Regions from separate parts of the Mustela erminea genome. Here region 1 is linked to region 2. The links are chromatin contacts, called in public Hi-C maps. All regions are on one chromosome and are shown on one strand. Each heading gives the region's core, a stretch centred on a gene start, on an enhancer-like site or on the middle of the called end of the contact. The rest is flanking DNA. Distances are from core to core; before and after follow the strand shown. Region 1 overlaps MACF1 (microtubule-actin cross-linking factor 1). Region 2 overlaps MACF1 (microtubule-actin cross-linking factor 1).

Region 1 (3,306 bases), core at 331-2,830, 80 kb after region 2:
AAGCCTGCGAGGAAACTTAATGGAACTAACCATTCACTTAGCAGCATTTTTTCAATGAAGTTCAGCAGTACAATCTAACCTCTTTGTGCTCTGAAATGAACCACATTTCTTAAAAGAAAGACCACAGGGGGGTGACAGAACATTTGCTTCAGGCAGGGAAACCTGGACAGCTTACAGAAGCTGATGCAGAAGGGAACCAGCAGACCTCCTCAGCAGGTCCCTTTCAGCATTTCATTTCTCTCTCTCTCCTGCTGCATTCCCAAGCCACAAGGGAAGAAAAAGAGGGAGGGTTTTACAGCTTCTGCATTAGTTTCCCTTCACTGGCTAGGTGTCGTAAACAAGTATGCTGGACTCAGTCATAAGGGCTGAAGTTTCCTTCCGATGAAAAGAAACTAGAGGCCCAGTCACAAGGGCGCCGCTGAATAAAATAGGAGAAAAGTGCTGCCTCTGGAGTTTCTGGGGGGGAAATCTCCCGGGTTGGAAAGCTCAACTGGCACACAAAGCAAAAGCCCAGCCCTGGATGTTCAAGATCAGGGCAGGGGCCCCCGGGAGCGCGCACCCCGGGCTCGAGCCCGAAGGGCGCCTCGGGCATCAGGGGACACGTCGGGGAGCCGCAGTCCGCAGACCCTCCGCCTGTCAAAACTTTCTCGCGGACACCCAGGCCTTGCAGGAGGCACTGGAGTGCGGGGCTGCGCGGCCAGAGCGCCTCCCGGCTGCCACCCGAGTCGACGGCAAGCCTTTCGGTGGGAGGGGAGAGCGGCGGCCGACCCCCGCCTCCACCGGCTCGAAGCCCCCCGGGCTGCGCGGGGGAGGAGGCCTCTCCCCAAAAGTGCACACTCACCGACCCCGGCCGCCACGCGACGGAGCGGAGACTGAGGGAGACAAAGGGGGGCGAGAGCCCCCGGGCGGGCTCGCGGCCGCCGGAGCCTCGGCGAGAGGAGCTGGACACTCGGAGCGGACCGGGAGGCTGCTCCCGCCCGACTCCTCCTCCTCCCCGGCAACTCCCTACCGCGCCGGGGCTCGGGAGGCAGCCCCCGGGCTCGCCCCCTTCCAGATAGTAGGGCGGCTAATGTAGCCAGCGTTGGGGAAAGCGCCGTCTCCCGCAGGCTTATCTCAACTCCGCAAATAAGCTAGCCCGAGAAAGAGCAGGTCCGGGGCCAGCCCCGACGCCGGGGTGGGCGCCACCCCGCCACCCCGCCCGGCCGCCCGTCCCTCGCCGCGCCGCCCGCCGCACCTTTGTAGCGCTCCAGCACATCCTCGTACGCCTGCACGAACTCCTTCTCCTGGCTGCGGTTGGCCGGCTGCTGACCCGGCACGTAGCCGGCCATGGCCGCCCGCGCCGCGCTCTCCCCGGGCCCCGGCGAGCGCCGGCTCCAGGCCCGCGCGCTGAGGCGGCGGCGGCGGCGGCCCCAGTCTCGGCCCTTTGTGCGGCTCGGGGGCGGCGGCGCCCCGGCTGTCCGCTTTCCGCTGTCCGCTCTTCGTCCGCCTCGCCCGGCCTGGCAGTAGCACTCCGCTCCTCAGCCTGCCCGCAGCCGGCCGCTCGCACTCCGCCGGTCCCGGCTCGCGTTTCCGCCTCCCCACCCCTCGCTCCGCTCCTCCCTCAGCCCGCCCCGGCGCGGCGGCGGCGGCGGCGGCGGCGGCGACTCCTCCTGTCAGGAGCGGCAGGCCCGGCAGGTTCCCGCCCCTCTCCCGCCGCCTCGGCGGCCGGGCCCCCCGACTGCCCACGCGGGGCCCGGCTAGCTGCGGACCACCGCGGGCAGGGCAGGGGGCGCGGGCCGAGGGAGGCGGGGGCCGCCGGGAGGGAGGCCCCACGCGCGTGCGAATGAAGGACTGGGCGGGCCGCAGCGGCGGGGAGACCCCGGGCCGACGCCACAGGGCGAGCGGGCGGGCACCCGGCTCGGCGCTGACCTACACCCGCCGCTGGGACAAAGGAGGGAGCCCCTGACTGGAGGAAACAGGGCCGGGCCTGTGCAGCCGCAGGAGAAGGGCCTAGGGAAGCTGAGGGGAAGGGAGAGAGCGAAAGACCTAGATAGATCCGGAGCTAGACACGGTCAGAAGGAGGACAGGGGCAGGATCCAGACAGGGCTGCAGTGAGAGGCTGAAGGCCACACTGAGGCCACACGGAATCCCAGAAACAAAGGGTTTTCCAGAAACGGAAGAAACTGAACTTGAAATGAGAGGGCAAGCCAAGCACCATGAAGTAAACCAGGCCAAGGATGAGGAACCAGAAGCTGAGAAATGACCAGGGGGTGGGGGGTGGGGAGGATGAAAACGGGACTCTGACCGCACGGTGAGGGGAGTAAGAGAGACAGAAGGACATAAATCTACGGGGGGGGCGGGGGGGGCCAACAGGATTATGGCGCTGTGACAGCCATCAGAACAGAGACCTAGATGGGAAGGGAGAAATGTGGGGACCTGTTACGGAACAAAGAAAAGAATCCTGGAACCTGACTGGTCAGGGAAGAAGAAGGAAGCCAAGCATTTTCCGTCCGGGGAAAGGCTAGCGAAGGACGGAAACCGGTAAATACAGGTAGGGATTTACGTGGAACCATTTTGAGAAAGGGAGTTCTCAGTGTCATCCCATCCTCCATTCATCCGTGTACCCTTCAGTCCCAATATTCACAGACCGCACTGGGGGCCCACAGCTGTGAACCAGCAACTCAGGTAAATGCAGGTGATCGGGTTTTTTTTTGGCCCCCAGCTCCCCTCACCCAGCCATTATCCTCCAGGGCCTCATCAAGTCTGCTAACTTGATTTTTCAGGGGGTAGGGAAGTGGTTGTGGGTAAAAGTTAAGCGGGCAGATTTCACAATAGCAGCATATTAGCAAGTAAAAAAAGAATTCATGGGACATTGAACAGGCAAAATTGGGACTTGGGTTTCCATTTCAGTTCCCATTCTCAAGGTTTTTGAAGAGGAGCTTCTTCCCCCTGGGGCAAGGCCTGCCTCTTTATGGACTATGAGTAGTTGCCAAGTACTTGGTCAGTGCTCAGCACATTAGTAAGAAGAGATGATGCTTTTCACTAATAGGTACACACTGGTTGTTTCCACACCATACCATGATCAAAAATCGGGTGAGCAAGTCATTAATCATATCTTTCCCCATCCATCAAGTTCTGCTGGCCTGCTCAAGTTCTAGGCATGAAAATCATGTATGGAAGGGCCTAAAAGAGGGCGGACAAGGGATGGTGTTTGGACAAAGGCTCATTTCCTTCCAGTTTAATCCTCTGTGCTTAAAAAAAAGCTAGACCACAGTTTGGTGTCAGCTGCTAGTGAGCTCAGTTTAAGAAAAGAAGGAAAATAAGCCT
Region 2 (3,527 bases), core at 925-3,424:
TTTAAATGCTTTTCCAAATAAAAATGATTTCTTCCCTTCCCTTTCCTTTTCTTTTTCTTTCTTTCTTCTTCTTTTTTTTTAAAATAAAAATGCTATCAATGGAAAACATCTTTCAGTGTGGTCTGGCTAAGAAACATATGATCCACTTTAATTTCTCTGAGACACCTTGGAACACAAGAGGGCAAAATGAGCATGCATTTGACAAGGGGTCAAGCCCTCAATAGTAAGAATAAGGTAACCAGCCAGGCCTGAGAATGCAATAGGTAGTTATATTCAAGACTCAGAAAAAGAATCCAGGCCAAGATAAGAGGTAGGTAAGAGAGACCAACTTAAACCATTTATCCATGGATACCACGCTTTGCACACAGCCAATTTAAGATCTCTGTGAGACTGTTTTCTAGATTCTGGCAGTAGCCCTCAACAGTAAAGAAGAAAAACTTGCCACCTGAAGACAAAGACAGACTTGTCAGTTTCTTTAGCCCTGTGGACCCCCTGAGCCTGCTCTGAACCCTAATCCACACACAAGAATCATTTTGGTCTTTTATAAGAGAATCTATCACCAGGCCCTGCTTGTCTTCTAGTTAAAACCTGCTCTCACAAACCCTCACCAGGGCCAAGGACCAAAGACAAATGAACGTGCCTGATAGGATCTCCCCTCCTACCATCACTATGGTACTAATTATGTGACCCTAGAAACACCACTTAATATTTCCGACCTTCAGTTTCCTAAAATGTACAATGTGTATAAATATACCTATTTCTCAGGGCTGTTGTCAGTAGGTAAGTACACACCAGATGCTTAATAAACAGTTTACTTCCCCTGTCCCTTTTCATTTTTTAAAAAAAGTCTCTTTCAGTCTTATTTATAAAACCAATTCCATCTCAGACTTGGTTTCTTGCTTCACCTAGCATCTGGAATAATTTGTTCTTCGGATACTCGACAGATCCACAAAATTATTTTTCTTTTCTTTTTGTATTTTTTATTTTTCTAATTTTGAAATTTTGTTTTTCATGTTCAAAATTAGACATTTTAAAATGATTGATGTACTCCTGAAACTGATAGGACAGTGTATATTATTTGTACAGGAATTAAAATTAAAAACTTGATTAACAATGGGGCGCCTAGGTGGCTCAGTGGGTTAAGCCTCTGCCTTTGGCTCAGGTCATGATCTCAGGGTCCTGGGATGGAGCCCCACATCGGGCTTTCTGCTCAGCAGGGAGCCTGCTTCCCCCCTCACTCTCTGCCTGCCTCTCTGCCTACTTGTGATTTTTCTCTCTCTCTCTCTGTCAAATAAATAAAATCTTTAAAAAATAAATAAAAATAAAAATTATTGAGTTATCTTAATAAAATTAAAAGAACATTTTATAACCTTTTCAGTTTCTTTCCATGATGGAATCTTCAAGTAGCAATGGCTTTATAAAAAAAATTGCTTCACCCTACACTCTTTGACTACAAATATTACCAGAGACTGCTCCTAATAGGTGGCCCTGTAGGCATCCATTTCTTTATAGCTTAGAATTACTCCTCGAAATCTCCTAGATCCAATAGTCACTGGATCCACAAAATTCTTAATACAAGTTCATATTTCTTATTTCTGCTCTAATATTAAAAGGGGGGGCACAATGTACAAAGACGCCACAATAAAGATAAGGAATCTGATTGGCCCACACTAAGATTAGTGACAGGTTCTCTAATTTGGAGTTTAAACCCCCAGTGACCCCTACTGGACAAAGATAGATCCAGAAGAGTGAGTTTTATAGCTAAGACAAAGAGATTCTGTGACTACTTTTATTCTAGTGAAATCTGTACACATAGAACTCCCCTTACACAAGCTCAAGCTTGCCTCCAAACCCACACACACGACATAAAAGGCAGCGATGCCAGGTCCAGTTGGCTCACTCCTTCCCCGAAAACATGATCACCTCAAAATTGGTTGGCTTACTGGCTGCCCCAACTGGATCCCCAGTATTCACAGCTTTGTGATGAGTTCTTACAGAAGAAAAAACAGGCAGTGAAGAAGCAGTCACTGGCACATAATCCCCCCCCCCCCCACTACCCTACATTTTTCCATTTCCAGAGCTGACTCACTCTCAACTCAGCACAGACTCCCCACCAGCAGTCAGGGCCACTATGTGTGCCCAGTGAGTAATGCTTCCCCAATGCCTCCTCCCAGCTGCCTCTGACTTAACAAGTCATAAAAGGAAATATGGGTAAGAGTTTTAAGGGAAGAGAACACAGGCTCCATCCTGGAGGCAGGGATAGATCCTTTCATCACTCTGCAGGGATTCAGAGCTATAGTGAATTCCCTCTAACGGCAGCCAGGTGGCAATGTGGAAATGGCCGAAGGCTGAAACACCCATGAAGACAATAAATCCTTACTCTCTCAAATCTGAGGACAACAGATTCTATTTTGTATAAAACCAAAAGTCATGGGCATTAGGCAGAGCCCAAACCAGCCTACCGGTTGGTTATGGTTTATCTACCATAGACTGTTTGTCTAGCAACAGCTTGCCGTGGAGATTGCAAGCCAGACTCGGCATCAAACTATCTATAATCATCAGCCTTATTTGTAAGGCAAAAACCTAATGAAAACCAAATCTCAGAAAAAGGGAGCAGCCTCTTAAATACCTGCCCATGTACCCTGAAGTTCCCAAAGGAGGGCAATGAGGAAAAGGATGCACTGGGGTTTTGATTAGTGACTGGCACATCCAATATTCAACAAACACTAAATAGACAACAGTTGTAGTTCAACTTTCCCCAATAAATATTCCTGAGTATCTAAATCTCTTAACCTTATCTCAAACATTTTGGAAATGACTATCAAGAGCTAGATAATTTTTTATACAACTTACTTTAAAGATACTTTGTTTTGTTTTTTCCTAAAGATTTTATTTATTTATTTCACAGAGATCACAAGTAGGCAAAGTAGCAGGCAGAGAGAAGGGGGGAAGCAGGCTCCCTCAAGATACTTTGAAGCAGGGGCTCCTGGGTGGCTCAGTTTGTTAAGCATCTGCCTTCGATCAGGTCATGATCCCAGGGTCCTGGGATAAAGCCCCACACCAGACTTCCTATTCAGTGAGAGTCTGCATCTATCTCTGTCTCTTTCTCTCTCAAATAAATAAATCTTTTTTTTCTTTAAATAAACTTTTTCTTTTGTCCTTTTTGGGGGGGCATTGCTTTAAAGATTTTATTTATTTGACAGAGAGAGGCACAAGTAGGCAAAGTAGCAGACAGAGGCAAAAGGAGAAGCAGGCTCTCTGCTGAGCAGGGAGCCTGATGGACCCTGGGATCATGATCCAAGCCCAAAGGCAGATGCTTAACTGACTGAGCCACCCAGGCGCCCCCCCGCCAAAAGTTACTTTGAAGCAATAATCCTTGATGAATTATCAAACAGCAAAACTTCAATTAACTAGGACTCATCTAAATTGGGCTTGCAATCTACTGTTAAGTGAAAAAGAATCACCTCAAATACATAATATCACTGATTTTTTAAAGATGTCCTTGAAATCTGGGCACTTTCAGTACA

What was found. A called contact is a pair of places that touch in the nucleus more often than the background predicts.
Region 1: a Hi-C map of fibroblasts shows a contact between it and region 2, with 4 times the contacts expected there. The contact joins two enhancer-like sites. A contact is called at or near these places in 3 of 3 Hi-C or Micro-C datasets (fibroblasts, skeletal muscle and spleen).

What each region holds. Positions count from the first base shown.
Region 1 is chr10:79,927,296-79,930,601 of mMusErm1.Pri, forward strand. All of the region lies in intron 1 of MACF1 (microtubule-actin cross-linking factor 1), which reads right to left. Among named protein-coding and RNA genes, the nearest start is that of MACF1, 14 kb to the right of the region's middle. Within about 2 kb of position 1,581, the one cell type or tissue checked has open chromatin away from gene starts, as enhancers often do. A contact at or near this core is called in fibroblasts, where this site is marked.
Region 2 is chr10:79,847,032-79,850,558 of mMusErm1.Pri, forward strand. All of the region lies in intron 1 of MACF1 (microtubule-actin cross-linking factor 1), which reads right to left. Among named protein-coding and RNA genes, the nearest start is that of MACF1, 94 kb to the right of the region's middle. Within about 2 kb of position 2,175, the one cell type or tissue checked has open chromatin away from gene starts, as enhancers often do. A contact at or near this core is called in fibroblasts, where this site is marked.